Linked DNA regions of Sus scrofa: regions 1, 3 and 4 are each linked to region 2. The links are chromatin contacts, called in public Hi-C, HiChIP or PLAC-seq and promoter capture Hi-C maps. All regions are on one chromosome and are shown on one strand. Each heading gives the region's core, a stretch centred on a gene start, on an enhancer-like site or on the middle of the called end of the contact. The rest is flanking DNA. Distances are from core to core; before and after follow the strand shown.

Region 1 (4,869 bases), core at 497-2,996, 740 kb before region 2:
ACTTGAGTGCCTCGAAGTTTTCAATGATCATTTTAGAAACCATCCACAGCGGCCCCGAGGCCCGTCACACTCCTCCGCCCGCCCAGGTCGCGGCCGCTACAGCCGCCGCTGCCCCCGCCCCCTCCTCCGCGCGCCGCCCGCGTGGGCCGCGGTGGGAGGCGCCGTGGCAGGTTCCCGCGAGCCCTGATCAGCGAACAGTTCCGCGGGGACCGCCGCAGGCCGCGAGTCCACGGGGTGTCAGGAACTCCCCCTCCCCGGACCCTGGCCCCGGCTGAGGCAGCAACGGTTTGCCCGGGCCCTCCCCCTTCCCTCCACCCCTGCGAATCTTCCTGGACCAGAGCGCGACACGCGCCTAGACCCGGGCGTTCTCTCAAGCCTTGGGGCCGGGTGTTGCTGGCAATGCAGAAGAGGCAAAAGTGAAGAAAACGAAGACGAAGGGCAGCTGAATGGGAACGATTCGGGGGGTCTTCCCGGCTCCCAGCACCCCCAAGAAGATGGCTGCCGATAAGTCTCGCGAGAACTAATGAAGTCTCGCGGTGGTTCCCGGAGCCTGCTGGGAAGAGACGTAAGATTCGCAGAGAGCGTGCTGGGCAAGTGCGGTAGTTCGAGTTTTGCGTAATTGCGTGGCTTGAGGGTTTTCATTCCTTGCTCCTCTTAAGGAAAAAAGACTTTGGAGTTTTGTTTTGTTTTGTTTTGTTTTTACAAGGAAGGAAAGGCTGCTGACGTCAGAAGCAGCGGGAACCCCAGCTTGTCCTCAGTAACAGACTGCCTGGCTCGTCAGCTGGAAGGAACGTGTGGATGGGAGGGCTCCCTTGAGAGCGTCCACAAGGATATGCCGGGACGGCGACCACCGGGGGGTTACAGGTGTGCTGCGCTGTGATGTGGACAAGATTGGGAAGAACGAGCTGGTCTAATCTAACGCACTGAGATCTTCAGAGGATTAGTGTCTTGTCCAGAATTGCTCTACTTATGGGCAGAGCACTAATGATCCAGGGATTCCCCTAGCCCTTGACAGTTTCTCAAGTAGTTTCCAACCATCTGAAACTTTCAGACTTTTCCCCAGCTAGAAATAAGAGAAGTGTCTATGTTTTCAGTTCTCTCCAATTTAAAGTCAATTCAGCTCTATCGATAGGGAAAGTACGTAGTATCAAGAGAGAGCCTTCATATCAGCATCCTAAATCCATTAACTTCCTTTCTCCTGGCTGGCCAAATAAGTTTAATTCCTGCCTCAGTTGTTCTGTTTGCTGTTATTAACTGCCTAGTACCATTAAGGTACTAGGTAGAATTTTGCAAAAGGTCTAGCGCCCATAAACTATAATGAAATGAAAATAATTCACATTATAAAGACACTTAAAAGTAAGCAGACCAATAAAAAGCTCCTTATGGCAAGCATAGTGGTAGACTAAATTGTCATTAAGATCTCTGAGTTTACAATTTGCTAGAGTGACGTGTCCTTAAGTGGAAAAGATTTGGTCAAATAAGAAAAGCTGGACATTTGTTATAAAATATAGCATATAAAGTAGTATGCAAATTAGAAAACAGCTACTGAATAACCAGGGTGTTTATTAAAGTGATTTAGCTAAATGAAATAAGCTGGACACAGAAAGGCAACTAGTCTGTGTTTCTACTTACGTGAGTTACCTAGAGTTGCCCTACCACTAGAGAAAGAAAAATAGAATGTTAGTTGCCATGGTCAAGAGCGTAGGGCAGAATGAGGAGGTATTTTTTAATGAGTAAAGAATCCCAGTTTAGTTTGTTTGTTTTGTCTTTTTGCCATTTCTTGGGCCGCTCCTGTGGCATATGGAGGTTCCCAGGCTAGGGGTCGAATCAGAGCTGTAGCCACCTGCCTACCCCTGAGCCACAGCAACGCGGGTTCTGGGCCGCGTCTGCAGCCTACACCACAGCTCACAGCAACGCCAGATCCTTAACCCACTGAGCAAGGCCAGAGATCGAACCGGCAACCTCATGGTTCCTAGTCGGATTCACTAATCACTGAGCCACGATGGAGCTCCAAGAATCCCACTTTAGGAAGATGAAAAAGTTCTAGAGGTAGGCAGTGTTAATGGTTGTGCAACAATGTGAGTGTTGTGTACTGTACACTTTAAATGGATAAAGTGGTTCTTTTTTTTGTATTTTGCCACAATAAAAAATGATTTATAAATTTAATATTGCTGGGGAAAATGTAAAATCCTAATTGTTTACCCTGTTTAATAGCCTCGCCACAGGCTGACTCCATCAGTGTTTTCAGCCTCATCACCAACTATTGGTTAGGTCTGGCTCTCCACTCAAGCTAGTCATTGCTCTTGTATCAAATGCTATATACTCCCTATAAACTGATTGGCTCTCAACACCCCATTTATTCACATCATTTCCATAGGGAATACTTCCACTTCTTTAACTACTCAAGCCTTGCCTATCCTTTTCTCTCAGTACCACTGCTACTTTTGAAGCCACCTTCCCCACCCCAAAGATAGTAACAGCCTTTCAGTTTCTCTACCTTTTAGCTGCCCCCATATCAGCTCATCTTCAATTGCCTTTATCATCATTGCCTTTAATAACAATCATTGTAAAACTTGGATCTCATGATCATGTCACCTCCGTGTTTAAAATCTTTAACTTCCACATTGGCTTCAGAATAAACATCTAAATTCTTTAACACCTATAAAATGCCTGTTTATAATCAAACCCTTCCTATTTGCCTTAGAACCTTCTTTCACTGCCTTTCAGCCTTTGCTTCAGCCATCCTGAACTATTTCATGTCCTTTGAAAAAGATGTGTTCTCTCACTAAAGTGAGCCATTGCAAAATGTTTCCCTCCCTTGCACTTGATGAAACCCTACTCATCCATCAAAATTCAGTGCAGGGGAGTTCCCGTCGTGGCGCAGTGGTTAACGAATCCGACTAGGAACCATGAGGTTGCGGGTTCGATCCCTGGCCTTGCTCAGTGGGTTAACGATCCGGCGTTGCCGTGAGCTGTGGTGTAGGTTGCAGACGCGGCTCGGATCCCGCGTTGCTGTGGCTCTGGCGTAGGCCGGTGGCTACAGCTCCGATTCGACCCCTAGCCTGGGAAGCTCCATATGCCGCGGGAGCGCCCAAGAAATAGCAACAACAACAACAACAACAAAAAGACCAAAGACAAAAAAAAAAAAAAAAATTCAGTGCAGGTAGCATCACCTTTAGAAGTCCATCCTTAACCTCCCTGCTCTAAAGCAAGAGTCCTCCTGAGGTTTTATCACATCAGTCTGTGCATGCATCTATTATAACACTTGTTGCTTTATTTTTCCAATTATCTGCTTATCTGTTCATTAGTTGATAGACCTGGTTTTAAATCTCCAGCTCCATGCACAGTCCTGGATTATACAGTCAGTTTTCAATTCTCAAGTTTTTGTAAGATCAAATGAAGCCCTACCACTTTCTTAAAATCTTTCCTGAACTATGCAGCTGATAGCAATCTCTTCCTCCTCTAAATCCTAAGTTACTGTGCTTGTTATCACTCCACGACTAGTCATCAGTGCTTCCTAGCATCCTTTTCTTTCTTAGTTGTTAATGTTTATCCCTCATCGCTTCAGTGCTTCATATTCTTTGACTTTGTCTTCAAAGGTGATGCTTAGTGTGATAAGCAGTGCGGCTGAAAAAAGACAAAAACAACAACAACAACAAAAAAAAAAAAAAAAAAAAAAAAAAAAACTAGAGACTACTTTCTCTGTTCAGTAACATTTCAGAATGGCCAGTATTAGGTTACCTGCTTAACATTTTGCAACAAACCATGCTCTTTCAGAGCCCTATGACTTTGTTAGTGCTGTTCCTTTTGCCCAGAATGACTTTCTGATTGCTCAAATACCAGCTGCCCTGGGCAAAGGCAGTTGCCTCTTGGTTCTTACCTGTAGAATAGGAGTTAAAACATCTTACTTAGTATTTTCATCTCTCTCCCTAACTATATTATGAGGTTTTTAAGGACTGAGACTCAAGCTTATTCCTCTTTGTATTTCCTGGAACTCAAAAATGTTTGTTGAAGGATATGTACATCATTTTAAAACCAAAGAAGTAGAGGCAGGGAAAATATTTTCGATGGGCAAGTCACAATGATATGTCTCCCAATAGACCTACATTTCTTTATGGTTTACCCAGCTACCCTGATCCTAGGAATATTCTCTAGAAGGCACTTAACTCCCGCTTAGATTCTTCCAGTTCTCTCTCCTAGTTGAAGGCGACAGTCTTATTACTCTAAGTGGTGCTTTTGGAGGGTCTTGATTAAAAACTCAGCCTGTATTTCAGCATCACAAAGATATTCTTTTTTTTTTTTTTCCTGTTTTTTTTATAGTCATTACTTTCTGTAGAGGAATCACATTTAGGTCTTTGTTCTCTCTGGAATACAGTCCTTTATCTGGTATGAGGTGGGAATCTAGCCTATTTTTTCTCCAAACAGCAAGCCAGTTTTTCTCTATAGTTCTACTCAATAGTCTATTCCTTCCCCCATTAATTTTTGATGCGACCTTTATCATATACTCATATTTCCATTTGTGTCTGGCTCTGGTTTCGATCTCTTCTTCAACTGATCTCTTTCTCTGTGACTACAGTAATACCATGTTGTTTTTATTTACCATCATCTTATAGGCAATCTTAATATGTAATATAGCAAATCCCTCCCATTTGCTCTTCTCTTTCAAACTTAGCTAAATGTGAATCTGGTTTTCAAATACTTTTTAGAATAAGATTGGTGAGCTTAGCAGAAAAATTCTTCGAGTTTGTAGATTAATTTGGGTTGAATCGGCATCTTATAATGAGTGGCAGTCACAGAGGAGGCAGACACAGAGTTGCAGTCAGCTCTACCTTCAAGAAAGGACTCACTGCCCAACTGCAAGGCGAGTGG
Region 2 (4,772 bases), core at 665-3,164:
GGCAGGACGTTCCCTCCAAAGCCCTCGACCTTCGGGCACCGGTTTCCAGACCCGCACTGCGAGGTAGAAAGCCGTGCCTTGGACACACAGCCAGGATACCGAGGTCTAATCCTAGCACCACGGGCGACTCTACCTGCGCTGACCGAAGGGGCAGTGCCTGCAATCTGCAAATACCCATGTATTAAAAATATACACACATAGTCACATATGAATATGTTTCTTAGAGTCAAAGAAAAATTGCTTTAAAAAAGAAGACATTTTCCAGGAACCCACTGCACCCCCCCACCCCCGGGCATGCAAGACCCAGATCCCTAGGCTGGAAACTTTCCGCGCAGATTTGTTTGAGGGGGAAAGTAGCATCTTTGGGGATATTTACCAAACTGATTTTCCTGATCCCTGGCCTCCTTCACAGACCCCCGCCTCCCTCACCGCCCCCCGCTTTTGAAAGAGCTTTGAAACCCCCATTAAGAACAGTGTGTGATTAGATTTAGGATTAGGGAGAAAAGACTTCAGCACAAGGGTGGGGCGAGCCGACACAGTGACCGCTTTGTAAAAACGCACAAGATTCCAAATTAAAAAATAGCAGCAACAACAAAGTTGATCAACTCATCAAAGGAAAGGGGAAAAAAAATAGCTAGCCTCTTTTAATACCTCTTTTCAGGGAATGGAAAACGCTCGCGACTGTTTTAGGACTTTCTTCCTCTGCTGGGTCAGCCCAATCTTCCAAAAATAAAAAAAGCGTGACCCAGGCAGACCACGGCGAACGGAAAAAAGAGAGAGCTGCACTTCCGAACCGCAGAGACGCGGCGCCACGCTGGGCGACGCTCCCACCCGCCCTCTGCTCGCCTCTGTCCACACCGCGCAGAGAACCCCCTCCCAACCCGGCACCCTGTCCCTTTTTCACCCGCGGGGTCTCGCTGCCCCCGTGAGGCGAGCCCTCGGTCCCGCCGGCGTCCCTGCCCTGAGACAGCCTCTCCCAGGACTCGCTTTCCCCGAAGAGGAACAGGTTAGAAATGCGGGCGCCTGCAACAGCGACCTGGAAAACACAAAGTGCTTTCCCTCTCCCTCCCGCTCTCAGCGCCCAATTCGCGGCCAGTGCACCGCCCGGAGCCGACTCCCGGCGAGCAGTCGGCCACCCCAACCCCCCCAGGGCGCGGGCGCTTAGGGCGGTGGGTCCAGGGACCCCGTGCCAGCCGCGCACTGCAGCCCCCGCCGGGGCAGGCCGAGCCCCAGGCGAGCCAGATCAGCGGGCAGCTCCGGGGATCCCTGCGGGGAACCTGTGGAGTTAGAAAAAGGGAGGCCGGAGGAGAGACAGACCCCACTCCTGGTCCGGCTGCACCTACTCCATGTTGCCCACAATGCGCCGGCCACGGCGCCAGGAGGGGAAGAGCCAGCCAAACGCGCCTCACCGTGATCTCGGCTTTGCACCAACCCCTCTCCGTTGGATTCTCTTCTTCCTGCGATGTGCAAATAAATCCAGCCCCGATGCAAACTTTTTCCCCTTTCCTTCCAAACTCTGCTTCCGTCCAACTTCCGAGCAACCGGCGGGACAAGAAAAGGAGAGGAAATCCGGAGCCAAGTCCCCAGCCGATGAACACTGCGGGGTTCGGGGCTGGAGGCGACCCCCCTTCTGGAAGCGCACGCGGAGTATTTCCTCTTTTTTTCTCAATGAACTGGAGGCCGAAGCGCCAACGGCTTGTCTTTTCCTGGCAGATGAACGAATGAGAAAAGAGGCCTTACAGAGAACCTAAAGCCAGATGGTCAAGTCCTGCAGCCGCGTCCGCGTCGGAGCGGAGGCGGCGCGGGGACGCGGGGCGGCGGGCCGGGCCGGGCGGGCGCGGGGGCCTGGGCGCTGCGCGCTCCGCCGGCCCCTCTCCTCCGCTCGCGCTGCGGCGCGCAGCTCTCGGCAGTGCAGACTGGGCGTTGTGGAGGCGCGGCGGCGAGGCCGAGGCGGGGTGGTGGGTGCGAAGGAGGCGGAGGAGAAGGAGGAGGAGGAGGAGGCGGAGGGTCTGGGGCCTGACCGGGGGGGCTCGTTGTTGGCCTGCGCCCTAGCCTTTCCGGAGGAGGCAGGGAGCTCTGCGGCGGCCGCGGCAGCAGTAAATGGCGTCATGTGGATCCGAGGCGGAACAGAGCAGTTGTTGTCCCAGAGGATATATCGCATCCGGTCCCAGCTCATTGGCTCCGCGGGGCTACATTCACTCACACTCCAGCGCCCGCCAGCGCTCCGAGCCGCTGGAGGCATTCAAAAGGGCAACCACGCCGCCCCGCGCGTCCCCAGGCCGGTCCTACCGCCCCGGCGCCGTCACGCGGGGTGCCCGCGGGGCCGGGCTGGGCACGGCGGGGTCAGTTTATCTAGTTTCAAGGAAACACTGACCTTAAGGTTTCCCCAGAGGCCACGAGGACGAGCCGTGGCTCCCGCTGATTTGGGGAACTTTCTCCCCGCCACTAGGAAAAGGGAATGAACCTTAAAAACGAATCCGGGCCAGGCAGCGTTAGCATTAAAAACAGCAAGTTGCAGGTTTTGCGACTTTATGCGGAATCCATTGCAAGCCCACCTCTCCCCTTTTCTGTTCCCCCTCGAGGGGGCGACGGGGAGAGAAGAAGGGGGAGGGGAAGGGGAGAGGGAAGTGAGGTGGGAGGGCTATTGGTTTATTCTTTGTCTACTGGATTAACCCGATTATACACCAGGCACCAGCACAAACCGCCTCCCCCACCTCAGAGCCGCGTACGGGAGGAACGGAATGCAGATTCGTGTTTCAAGTACCTTCTGCTCTTGCCGGGATTTGCTTTTGATTACGTCGATTTGTAGTTTTTCGTTTAACATTAGACTTTATTTTTGAAGAGGGAGCGAGCTACGGATGGAGGCTTTTTTGAAGCTCTTCCTTACTGTTTTGTTTGACGCTATAGCCGAAGGAAATGCTACAATCTAGGCCTCTTTACAATTAGTTTATTCAGTCATACACACAGACGCGATTACTAAGGGCGACATCGCTGGCTTCTGAAATGGGAGGGGGGCCCGCTGTTTTACTGCATCTTTCCTCCTCCACTTAACCAAGAAGAGTCATCCTTCATTGCCAACTCTCCTTGTCACGTAGATCATTTCTCGAAGAAGATCCTATTGTCCTTTTTGAAGGTGGTCTGTACTTTCCTACTTAAAAAATAGATTATAATACAAAGAGAGAAAATGCATACATCAGCACTGTGCCGACTGCCGTTCATTTACTAAGAAAGGTTGCACGTGGGAGCACCAGTGGGGAGTTAACACCCCCCCTCCTCGACCCACTCCTACTACTGCCGTTCATTTACTAAGAAACGTTGCACGTGGGAGCATCAGTGGGGAGTTAACACCCCTCCCTCCCCGACCCACTCCTAATACTGGATTCTAATGATTTACAGAAAGGTTTTACTTTACAGGGAAGTACGGTCAAAGCTCCCGAAGAGCACCTGCGAGGGTTAGAGTTCTTGAAACACTGCTAGGAAAACGTGGTGCTAGATTCCCCGGGTCCGGCTCCATCCCACATCCGTTTACAGCTACCCTGGCACTCGCTGCCTTCTCCCAGGCTCTCGTTCTAGAACGTCCCGGCGCGTTCCCGGCCGCGCTATGCTCTCGGCCTGCCTTCTCCATGTTTCTCCAGCGCTCTCCCTCGTCAACCGGGGTTTGGAACCAGAGGTGGCAAGGGAAGTGGCACGCGTTATTTCCGGGCGCTGGCCTACGTCCCCCCCCCCCCGCCCCACGCCACCCCTCCGGCGAGGGTGGACAGGGCTACATCCGCCTGCTCAGCGGCGCCCGAGGGGGCTGCAGACACTGGACGACCCGACCCGGGCTCCCCAGCCCGGGCCGCTCTCCCAACACTGGAGTCTTTCGAGCCTCGGAGGAGCGCAGGCGCCGCTGCGCTCCCAGCCCGTCCGGCCACCAGGGGGCGCCCGCCCGGCGCGGGGCTGGAGCTGCTTTCTTCCCCAGGACTGGACGAGGGCCGGCGGAGTTGCTTTCCAAGATGTACCCAGGGCCGGCTGTTTCCCAGTGAATAAAAAGACATTTATAATGTAAGTGCAACGGCAGGTGGCTTTCCTTACCATCTCCTCGACACATTCCGTTTGAATATGAGGTGAGGCACCCAGGGGCAGAGGAACCCCAGTTTTTAGTGAGCGGACGGAGTTGGAGGCCAAAGCCAGGGTGTGCAAGGCTGGCGGGAACACGCTGCCTGAGTCTGGCAGAACACGTGAAAGAAAACTTCTCTTGGCTTCCTCACACCCCTGCACCCAATGGCTGCTTTGTAAGGAGCCCTTGCGCCCATGCTCTTTTCCCAGCCCTGCAGGAACTCTGCGAATATGCGTTCTTCTGGATCAAAGCATAAAATGGAATTTAAATTAGGAGCTTCCGGCTGCCTAGAGCACCTTCTATTTGTATTGAGTCAATAGGGTAGAATCTAGGAATTTATACTTTATCTTTCCTGAGCCAGAAGGAATCCCCTGTAATCTAGCTCTTCCTCTACCCCCAAGCCTCCCGCTGGCAAGCTGGGAAAACATTTAACTTCTACCTTAAGCACGAGATAAAAACGAGAATCTGTTGGATTCTAATTTACTCCTTACTATTTGATTTATTATTACTCAACTCATTATTAATTTTTTGGACGTGGCGTATAAAGCGTTATGTTATGCCTCTAGAATTTACTTAGTTGTAGTTCCAAAGAGGAATCGTGTCCCTACGTATGCGTGCGCACGCATATATAATTAAGTGTTTGGTGCAGCTGTTGTAATGTGTCCCCAAATTG
Region 3 (4,937 bases), core at 2,254-4,753, 660 kb before region 2:
GGTGCAGGCCGGCAGCTACAGCTCCGATTTGACCCCTAGCCTGGGAACCTCCATATGCCTTGGGTGTGGGCCTAAAAAAAAAAAAAAGACGAAAAAAGAACAAAGAACAAAATTGAAGTCATTCTTAATTTGAAGGCTGTAGATATGTCCACAGGAGAACATGGTTAAGAGTGGAGGGTATTGAGGGTTATTCTGGAGATGAAACCTCAGTTATGGCTGTAGTCATTTAACACAATATTGAAAATAATGATTTTCTCACTTTACATCTTGTAAAGAAAAAAATGTTGCCTGTCATTCCAGTTCATTCCAATGATTCCAGGATTAAACCATTAGCCACCACAATTGTCCCCCTGACAGTGTGCCCTGAAGGGAATTCAGGATGGAGACAACCAGAAAATATTCTGTGCTTTGGATATACTGGTCCTTGGTGAAGATGCATATCTAGGGGAACATTGCAAAGGACCCCAGATTCTTGCATCTTCCCATACACAGATAAGCACTAAAATCATTTTAATTTGAGATGTCTGTTCTTTGTGATTAGCAGTAGTCTTTTACTACTGGACTCCATGTTTTCCCAGCAAAAAAAAAAAAAAAAAAAAAAGTTCATAGATACCCTGGCAATCCCTCAGAGCTATTGGAGAGGCTGATGGGAAAGTTCCTCGAGTAAAACTTGACCCACAACTTTTATGTTGTGCGTTTTTCTTTCAGTCGGCAATCCTGGTGCTTGTCTAGGTTGGGTTCTTGAGGAAGCAGAAGCTGATAGGAAGTTATGAGTGCAGAAGATTTATTGGGGAGTTCACACCTGTGAAAGAAACAGGATTGGGCAGGAAGAGTTGTCTTGTCATAGCACTGCAGCGCTGACAAAATCTCTGCTAGTTTCAGCTCTAAAGTAGTGATTGCCCCTTAAAGGGGTCCAATGTCAGGCAAAAGTGGTCAGACCTGTACCACTGCCTTGTTTGTCAGTAACAGGTTTCTACCCTGAAAACAGCAGGACCTCAAGGTTGAAAGCTGAAGGAAACCCCAACAAAACTCACAGCTGGATGGCAGCTAGGCAAGGTGTGCTTTCTTGACAAGGAACGCAGACATCTTATCTCTGTATCTGCCTCAGTCCTGCAGTGTGGCATTTGTAAAATTTTTGGTGGCTGTGTACTTGGAGATGGATATTGATTAGGCCAGAACAAGAGGTGCTGTAATTCTAAGATTCCACCTGTATTTATAGTAGTATATGGCCACCAGTTACACTAGACTTGTTGCCACTGAAAGAGATTAAAGGTTGAAAATAGCAAATGTTGCTTAAGTCCTCTAAAATGATAAGAATATCATTACCCCCATTTCATCCCAAATAAGTCACTCCTAGTGGGACAATTCAGGGCCTCTGCTTGTGACAGTCCATTATAGGTCATAGTGGCTCAGTTGTGAAATGGGCAAAAGGAGCTCAGAATGGGCTGTTTAGGGGGATAATGAGGAAGGTCTTTTCTTTTTTGTGTGGATCTTTGATTTTATTTCAGTACTGTCAGCTTGTTGTTCAGAACAGTTGTACCAATATCATCTCACTGTCAACGGTGAATGAGTTCTGATTTTTTCATCCCTGCAAATATTTCGTATTGAGAGACTAGTTTTTGCTAGTCTGGTGGAAGTAAAATTGTATCTCAGTCATTTTGCTTTCCTTTTATTTCTACTGAATTCGAATATATTTTCGTATGGTTATTGTACATTATTTTTTTCTTTTTCATGAAGTGCCTATTCATTTGCTTGCTCCTTTTTTTTTTTTTTTTTTGTCTTTTTACGGCCACATTTGTGGCATATGGAAATTCCCAAGCTAGGGGTCTAATTGGAGCTGTAGCCACTGGCCTACACCATAGCCATAGCAACACCAGATCCAAGCCATTTCTGCAATCTATACCACACCTAGCGACAATGAGGGATCTTTAACCCACTGAGTGAGGTCAGGGATTGAATCTTCGTCCTCATGGAAAGGGTTTTTTTAACTTTTCCTGTTGAATTTTGTCACCTGCTCTTTAGATTGGCAAAACATTCACAAACTTGAGAGGAGACTAAAATTGAAATAATTCGTTACTCTAACAAGAGTCAGGATGTCTACTTTTGGTCAGGCCTTTGGTTTGCTCATTACTCTTCTGGGTGTGTTAGGTGTAAAAAAATGGCCTCTGTCCTGAGCTGCAGTCTATTTGAAAATCAAATGGACATATGAATGATTAATGAAAGTACAACTGCATATAAAATTTTAAGTTCTAAATGAACAGTATAGATCACAAGTGATGTAGGGATCTAATTTCATTTTGCTGACACTGGTGGTTGTTTTGATCATTGAAAGGTGATAGCATTTGGTGTGAAACTGTGAAGGTGAGCTCTTGTACAATAACACAATAAAATGTCATGTTATTTTCTTAGAATCTAAAATACATCATTAGATCAAAAGAAAACTTAAAAACTTTGTGACATATCATTGTTTCATTTTTGTTAGCTTTTTTTTTTTTTTTTTTGGTCTTTTTTAGGGCCACACCCACAGCATATGAAGCTTCCCAGCCTAGGGGTTGAATAGGAGCTATAGTCGCTGGCCACAGCCACAGTCACAGCAACACCAGATCCGAGTCGTGTCTGCCACCTATAACACAGCTAGCGACAATGAGGGATCTTTAACCCACTGAGCGAGGACAGGGATTGAACCTGCGTCCTCATAGATGCTAGTCAGATTTGTTTCTGCTGAGTCACTGTGGGAACTCCCTTATTAGCCTATTAAAACTTTCTACCACTGGATGAAGCAAGATGGCAAAAATATGAGGAACCTGATCAATGCTTTGAAAAACACCATCAGAAAGGCTTACACTTTCCAGTTGGTGATCGATCGATCTCTCGATGAGTTTCTCTCTTTACTGTATTTTTGTTATTTTAACTAGGTGATCAGGGCTATGCAGTAGTCTTCTTAAGTAATCTCCTCTGGTGATTCAGGAGTGAAGTCAAGTAAAAAAGCTGAGCCAGGTCATGTGGGATCTTGGTTATCAGAGTATCTAGAAAGTAGGTCCTTGTGTTAAAGCGTGTTTTATGCTGCCCCATCATACTTGTACTTGCTAGAGAAACATGTTTTGTGCCCTGTGGCAGATACTTACACATAGTAGGTCATGTGTAATTAACCAGATACTGAGATTGTCTTACAATGCTGCACACAAAGTGATTCCTTACTGTTAAACCCTTCGGAATTATTGACGAGAATACGACCACAAAATAGTCCTACATCATTTCATTATTTTCTTGTACCCTTCCAGTAACCTAGTGCTCTAGAGGCCTCTTTCCTTGGCGAGAAATAGGAGTGTATGGCTGAAGAGTTCCCGTTGGATTCTTAAATCTCTTATTACCAGGAAGGGGACAAACAAAACAACTTTAAAGATATCCCTTATCTCACTCATCATTTTGAATAAGCATTTTAGGAATGTCCGAGGCTGGGTAAGTAATATGAGGAAGTGCTGGGTAACAGGGTGACCTGTCCTCAGGTGTTTTAGGAAGGCGTCCCCTCTGTTGATATGTGTCTGTGCGGTGTGATTGTGCCTGCGTGAAACTCGTCCAATAGAGAAGACCAATCAAGGACGGTGATTTTTTTTTTTCCCTCTCCTTTTGCCACCGCCCACTCCCGACAGGCTGACAGCCTAGATTGCTCCCCCGAACTTGCCTGACTTTTCCCTCTCCTCCCACCTAGTCAAACCCCCCCATTCGCGACGCGGATGGGACGCCGGAGGCCCCAGCGAGCATGCGCGACCATCCCGAGCATGCCCAGTAGCGCGCGCGGCGCCCCGGAGCTTCTCCCCGGAGCTGCGGCCGACTCGGAGGCTTCCGCGGCTTCTGCGGCAGCGACGGGAAGTGAGGCGGCCGGGCCGGGCGGCCTCGGCGGCAGAAACAGAGGCGGAAGAGTCGCTGCGGCGACGACGTCGTCGACCCGGGTGACCGAGAGTGCTGAGCGCCGAGGGGACTCGCCCGCTCGGAAGCCGGATCCCGAGCCGGGCAGGATGGATCATCACCAGCCTGGGACTGGTCGCTACCAGGTGGTGAGTTCCTGGCCCCAGCCCCGGCCTCCTGCGCCGCCGGGGACCCCGGGCATCGCACCCCCGCCGTGGCCCCCAGAGTCCCTTTCCTCGAGGTATTCCCGAAGGGGAAGTGCTCGCTAGTTTATGTTTGGCTCTTCTGGCAGGACCCTGCTTCTTTCACACCTCCTGGATGGAGCCTGCCTGTGGCTCCTTTGAGACCCTTCTGTCTCGACTCAAGTCTCCTTTGAGCTCCCCATCCTTCACTCGCGCCCTATAACCCGCTGCTAAGACACCCCCAACCCTTCCTTTGAAACTTAGGTCTGTTTTATTTCCCACTTTCTCGATCATTTCATTATGCCCTGACCCAGTCACTTCAGAGATATTCCAGTGGATTGTATACTGGGAATGGTGTTGAGTTCACATACCTGCTGGGGAGGTGATCGCCGTCATAGATGGGGGCGGAGGGGAGGAGGGAGATGTAAGCCCTACGTCGGGTGGGATGTGAATTTGGTCGAAAACTTGGGTTTAAAAGTTGTGCGAACTGTGAAGAATAGTCGTGGGTCTGATCTTGTTTCTCAGCTCTAGTTAACGTTGTGGTTTTGTCCTTTTCTGTTTTATTAGAATTAAGGGTGACTATTTTTCTCTTATCACTTTTTTTTTTTTTTAAATTAGCAGGAGAGGCAATGAAATTTTACTAGGAAAAAAAATGCTGGTCTTGTTTGAAAAGTTATTTTCCTTAAATATCAGGTTTTCCAGTTTGACCATATAAATCTTTGTATGTCGAAATGAGTGAAAAGTGTCCCTCTATATTTTTCCATGTCAGTTTTTCTAATGTATTTTTTTCTCTAATATTCTGGTGGTGTCATTGGAGATTCCTACTGTAAGCCTTATTTAAAAAATGAA
Region 4 (4,202 bases), core at 1,090-3,589, 610 kb before region 2:
AACTGTCTACCACTGCCGCTAATAGGAACTGTTGAAATGCCACTTCAAGGTTCATTTAGCTGTTCTCAGCTCACTGTTGGGAACTGAATGCTGGAGCATCTAGTTTGAAAATAAAAAGACTCTAATGAGTTGAGGGTCTTTATGTGCTTGGTATTCTTGGCAGTGATTAACAGTAGGGGGTGTACAGAAGGTCAAAAGCTCTTCTTTTTAGAGGTCAGCAGAACATCCCCATCTGATAAGATTAAACTAATGTGGCTTTTGGTGTTAATATCTAAAGCAGCGGGTTGCTGTAGTGTGTTTGGGATGGTGGTTGTGGCTTTGAGAGATTATGAAAAAAGAACTGACATGTGAACTCTTTAATGAGAAAATGTTGGATTTAGATACATAGCACTTATCTTTCTTCCTTAACAAGTCATTTGAAACTGATTTTTGTTTCCAAGATATTTTATGTTTGATGCTATTGTGTTTTTTCTCAAGTAGTTATATATGTATGTCATTAAGTATTTTTCTTTTCTGTTTTTTCTCTGTGCCATTTTAAGTGCTAAAGATTGAGATAAATCCTTCTGAAACTGAGGCTAATTCTATGATTTTCAAATTTAGGTACATAAATACATTTAATATATTTATGTTCACTCCATAGTTTTCTGATTATTTTACTGGATATTTCAATGGACAATATTGGCTTTGGTGGATATTTCTTGTACTTGGTAAGTTTATTCTTAATGTATTTCAGTATGAATAATTTGCATCTAGTTCAGTTTTGATATTTCCTAAAATTATGAAATGTAAATACACTGTGTTGTTATTTGTGAGAAATAGTTTTTCTACTACAAAATGCTCATGTCCAAACACTCATATCATCTCAGCTATTCAGATGATTTTATATAACACTCCGGGTTTCCAACTTAAAATTCAGAGCCTATCAATTTAAAAGACTCAGTGGTTGAATGATAATACTACAAAACTTGAAAATCCTAAGACAATTTAAAAAATAGCTGAGGGGAGTTCCCGTGGTGGCTCAGTGGTTAACGAATCCGACTAGGAACCATGAGGTTGCGGGTTCGGTCCCTACCCTTGCTCAGTGGGTTAATGATCCGGCGTTGCCGTGAGCTGTGGTGTAGGTTGCAGACGCGGCTCGGATCCTGCGTTGCTGTGGCTCTGGCGTAGGCCGGTTCCCGATTCGACCCCTAGCCTGGGAACCTCCATTTGCCGCCGGAGCGGCCCAAAGAAATAGCAAAAAGACAAAAAAAAAAAAAAAAAAAAAAAAAAAGTTGACTTCAGGAGTTCCCTGTCATGGTGCAGCAGAACTGAATCCAACTAGGAACCATGAGGTGTTGCGGATTCGATCCCTGGCCTTGCTCAGTGGGTGAAAGATCTGGCATTGCTGTTGCTGTGGTGTGGGCCGGCAGCTGTAGCTCTGATTAGCCTGGGAGCCCCCATATGCTGCAAATGTGGCCCTAAAAAGCAAAAAAAAAGAAAATTGACTTCAGCATTTATTTTGGAAAATATACATAGATAATTTTCTTTTAATGACCATAGGAAATGTTGAGAGTTGCATATTCTATCCATTCTTTTATTTTTGGATCATCGAAACATTCTTTACATTTTTTTGAAATGAACCCTGCATTAATCATTAATCAGCCAGACATAAGGAAAAACTTCATGCCTAATGATCACAGTACTTCTGTTGAGTTTTCTTCTTACAAAGAATGTCTTTTATTAATATTGATGAATTTTGTGGATTTCCAGTTTTTGTTCCCTTGTTTTCCGCTGTAGATATATGATTGTTAAGTTAATCTTAAAATTACCTTATACCTTTAATCCACATTTCAAACGTATGTATTTGACATGAAGAATGTATTTTGTTTGTATTTAGGTTTAAGAGCCCATGTTTCTCTAGTAACATAGTTCTACCAGAAAATAGTATTTCAGTAGGTGGCAGTGTTCTCCCTGAGTTTTTATTTAGTCCTGGCGTTGCATCTTTAGGATCTTTTGGGAAGCAAAATTTTGGTGGTTGTTAAGGTTACTAAAGATCCTAGATTTCTCTAATGATTGTAGTGAAATTATTCTAATGTTGTGGTTTTATTGAGAGTCCATCTTGTACAAAAGTTTAGCAAGTTTTTAATATCGTTCATTGTTTTCTGATTGATTCTGTGCTCGTTATTGAGTTACTTACTTAAAAGTGAAAACATGTATAAAGTCCATTAGGTATTTAAGTGTATCGAATGACATATTTGCTTCTAAATATTATTAGGGGATTGAGGACTCTTAGGAGGATAACAGTGGGACAGAGTAGCATAGAGTACAATGCAGAGGATGGCCCCACGTCCATACTAGCACTTAGGAGAGTGTGAAAATTTAATCCACGGTGAAAATGGTGCTTTCTCATAAACTCAGAAGAATGCTGTGCACTTCATAAAGTGCCAAGAAACAGTATAGCTACAGAGTGACTGGTTTCTAGATATAAATTGGCTTATTTTAAAAAATGCCTGAGCAGAACAAAATATGTCTTCAAAACAGCAGCTTCATTGACAAAAGAAAGGATTTCACAAATAATTGGGGTTTACATTTTTCAATAATACTTGTACGTTTGGATCACAATATCATTAACTGTGAACAGCATCTGGAAGGGCATGAGGGCAGCATTCAGAATGGGAGTCACAAATGGAAAGAGTTGGGATATGAGAAACAGATGGTCAGGATTTAGCTGAAATCCATACTCCTTGTTTAAGTCCTTATTTGTATGTCTCATCTATCTTTCCTCTCTAATTTATTATAACCATGCTTCTTATTTTAGTGCTTCAATTACTGTCTTAGACCTAGGGTACCAATTTGTTTGAGACTTTGCATTTCAAATTGACAGATTCTTCCTCCTGGTGGTATACATATTTTCTGCTCCCATCGCTGCTCCCCCACCCCCACCACCATTACCTGGTTAAAAATTTACTGGAGTTAATAAATATGTCCCTAGAATTGTATGCTTAAGCATATTAAAGACTTAACTCTACTAAGAATGGTAATGCTTTTTATGCTTAGCTAATACCTGTGATTTAAATGGTTGCCATTTAAAAATACTATTTTGCAGAGGAGAACCTGAGATAGATAGATAGAAGATCCATCTCAAGTCATTTAAGAAACCACTAGAGAGGCTGCTTGTCAAGTCTTCTTTCCTGATTTTTCTTATCCTAATTTTTATTATAAATTAGTCTTTTATTGTTACTTGAAAACAGGAACTAGAAATTAAAATCATTTATATCATGCACATATTTACATAATCTAAACACAGATTTCGCACATGACAGGTACTTGATCTTCTCAACAGGCTTATTATTGGTTTTATACCACAATTGTTAGCAATTACATACATGTGGTCTCTTTTAAGTACTTCCTATTAGTAAATATGTCATAGTCTGCTTAGTAGTTATATTAGTTTAAAAGTTTAGTGTAAAAATGGGATTTCTGTGGGTTGAATCAGTTAAAATGCACTAAGTAGCTTTGCTATTTGAAGAAATAATTAAATAAGTATATTTTTGTGTAATTTTGGATTTTCATGGCTGGATTTGCTTCACTTTTGATAATCTAAGCTTAACAAATTGAAATAATTTGGGAGTGGCAATAAAATTTTATTATATTTCCTTACAAAAGAGTTATCACTATAGTGTAAAATATATTATGGAATGAATGAAATTCTACAGATTAAATTCCTTAGGCCAAGAGGATCTCTTTTATAATTGTCTTTTAAATTTATCATGCCCTCTTTCTAAGAATGTAATGTGTCTTTATTATTTCAACCTTCTCAGGCCTGCTTCTTTTCTTCAGAGGATTTGTTAATTACCTGAAAGTCAGAAACATGTCTGAAAGTATGGCAGCTGCTCATAGAACAAGATATTTCTTCTTATTATAGAGGTAAGAAATATTAATAACTCTTTATTCCCCTTGTATTCATTCATCAGATGCATGTTAAATGCTTAATGTGTACCCATGTTGTCTGCTCAAATTTAGCATATTTATTTTTGTACTGTTAACAGTTCCAATTGCAATTTAAGAAGTTATAAACTTTTAAGGTAACTTAATTTTTTAAAATTGAATTTCAGACATTTTAATTTTTAAAATTATATTCTGAGAAGTTCCCGTCGTGGCTCAGTGGTTAACGTACCCGACTAGTATCCATGAGGACGTGGGTTCAATCCCTGGCCTCACTC

What was found. Promoter capture Hi-C pulls out the DNA fragments that hold promoters and counts their contacts. A called contact is a pair of places that touch in the nucleus more often than the background predicts. HiChIP or PLAC-seq counts read pairs in DNA pulled down with a chosen protein or histone mark.
Region 1: a contact with region 2 is called in an H3K27ac HiChIP or PLAC-seq map of skeletal muscle, with 2.9 times the contacts expected there. The contact joins the promoter of RBM26 here to the promoter of SPRY2 in region 2. A contact is called at or near these places in 1 of 5 promoter capture datasets (liver), 2 of 47 Hi-C or Micro-C datasets (epiblast stem cells and fetal skeletal muscle) and 2 of 2 datasets of contacts at active chromatin or transcription factors (alveolar macrophages and skeletal muscle).
Region 3: a contact with region 2 is called in a promoter capture Hi-C map of liver, with 4 times the contacts expected there. The contact joins the promoter of NDFIP2 here to the promoter of SPRY2 in region 2. A contact is called at or near these places in 2 of 5 promoter capture datasets (fetal liver and liver), 1 of 47 Hi-C or Micro-C datasets (liver) and 1 of 2 datasets of contacts at active chromatin or transcription factors (alveolar macrophages).
Region 4: a contact with region 2 is called in a Hi-C map of fetal skeletal muscle, with 4 times the contacts expected there. The contact joins the enhancer-like site here to the promoter of SPRY2 in region 2. A contact is called at or near these places in 3 of 47 Hi-C or Micro-C datasets (fetal skeletal muscle, fibroblasts and retroperitoneal adipose tissue) and 1 of 2 datasets of contacts at active chromatin or transcription factors (alveolar macrophages).

Annotation. Positions count from the first base shown.
Region 1 is chr11:51,419,998-51,424,866 of Sscrofa11.1, forward strand. RBM26 (RNA-binding protein 26) reads right to left here and starts at 1,747. Exons shown (of 22, transcript XM_013980610.2): 1 at 1-1,747. The coding sequence starts at 43.
Region 2 is chr11:52,156,852-52,161,623 of Sscrofa11.1, forward strand. SPRY2 (protein sprouty homolog 2) reads right to left here and starts at 1,915. Exons shown (of 2, transcript XM_001927097.5): 1 at 1,410-1,915.
Region 3 is chr11:51,490,478-51,495,414 of Sscrofa11.1, forward strand. It overlaps NDFIP2 (NEDD4 family-interacting protein 2), which reads left to right and starts at 3,504. Exons shown (of 8, transcript XM_001926577.5): 1 at 3,504-4,055. The coding sequence starts at 3,735.
Region 4 is chr11:51,550,887-51,555,088 of Sscrofa11.1, forward strand. It overlaps NDFIP2 (NEDD4 family-interacting protein 2), which reads left to right. Exons shown (of 8, transcript XM_001926577.5): 6 at 641-707; 7 at 3,801-3,906. The coding sequence ends at 3,904. Among named protein-coding and RNA genes, the nearest start is that of NDFIP2, 59 kb to the left of the region's middle. Within about 2 kb of position 2,340, at least 2 of the 83 cell types and tissues checked have an H3K27ac peak or open chromatin away from gene starts, as enhancers often do. A contact at or near this core is called in fetal skeletal muscle, where this site is marked.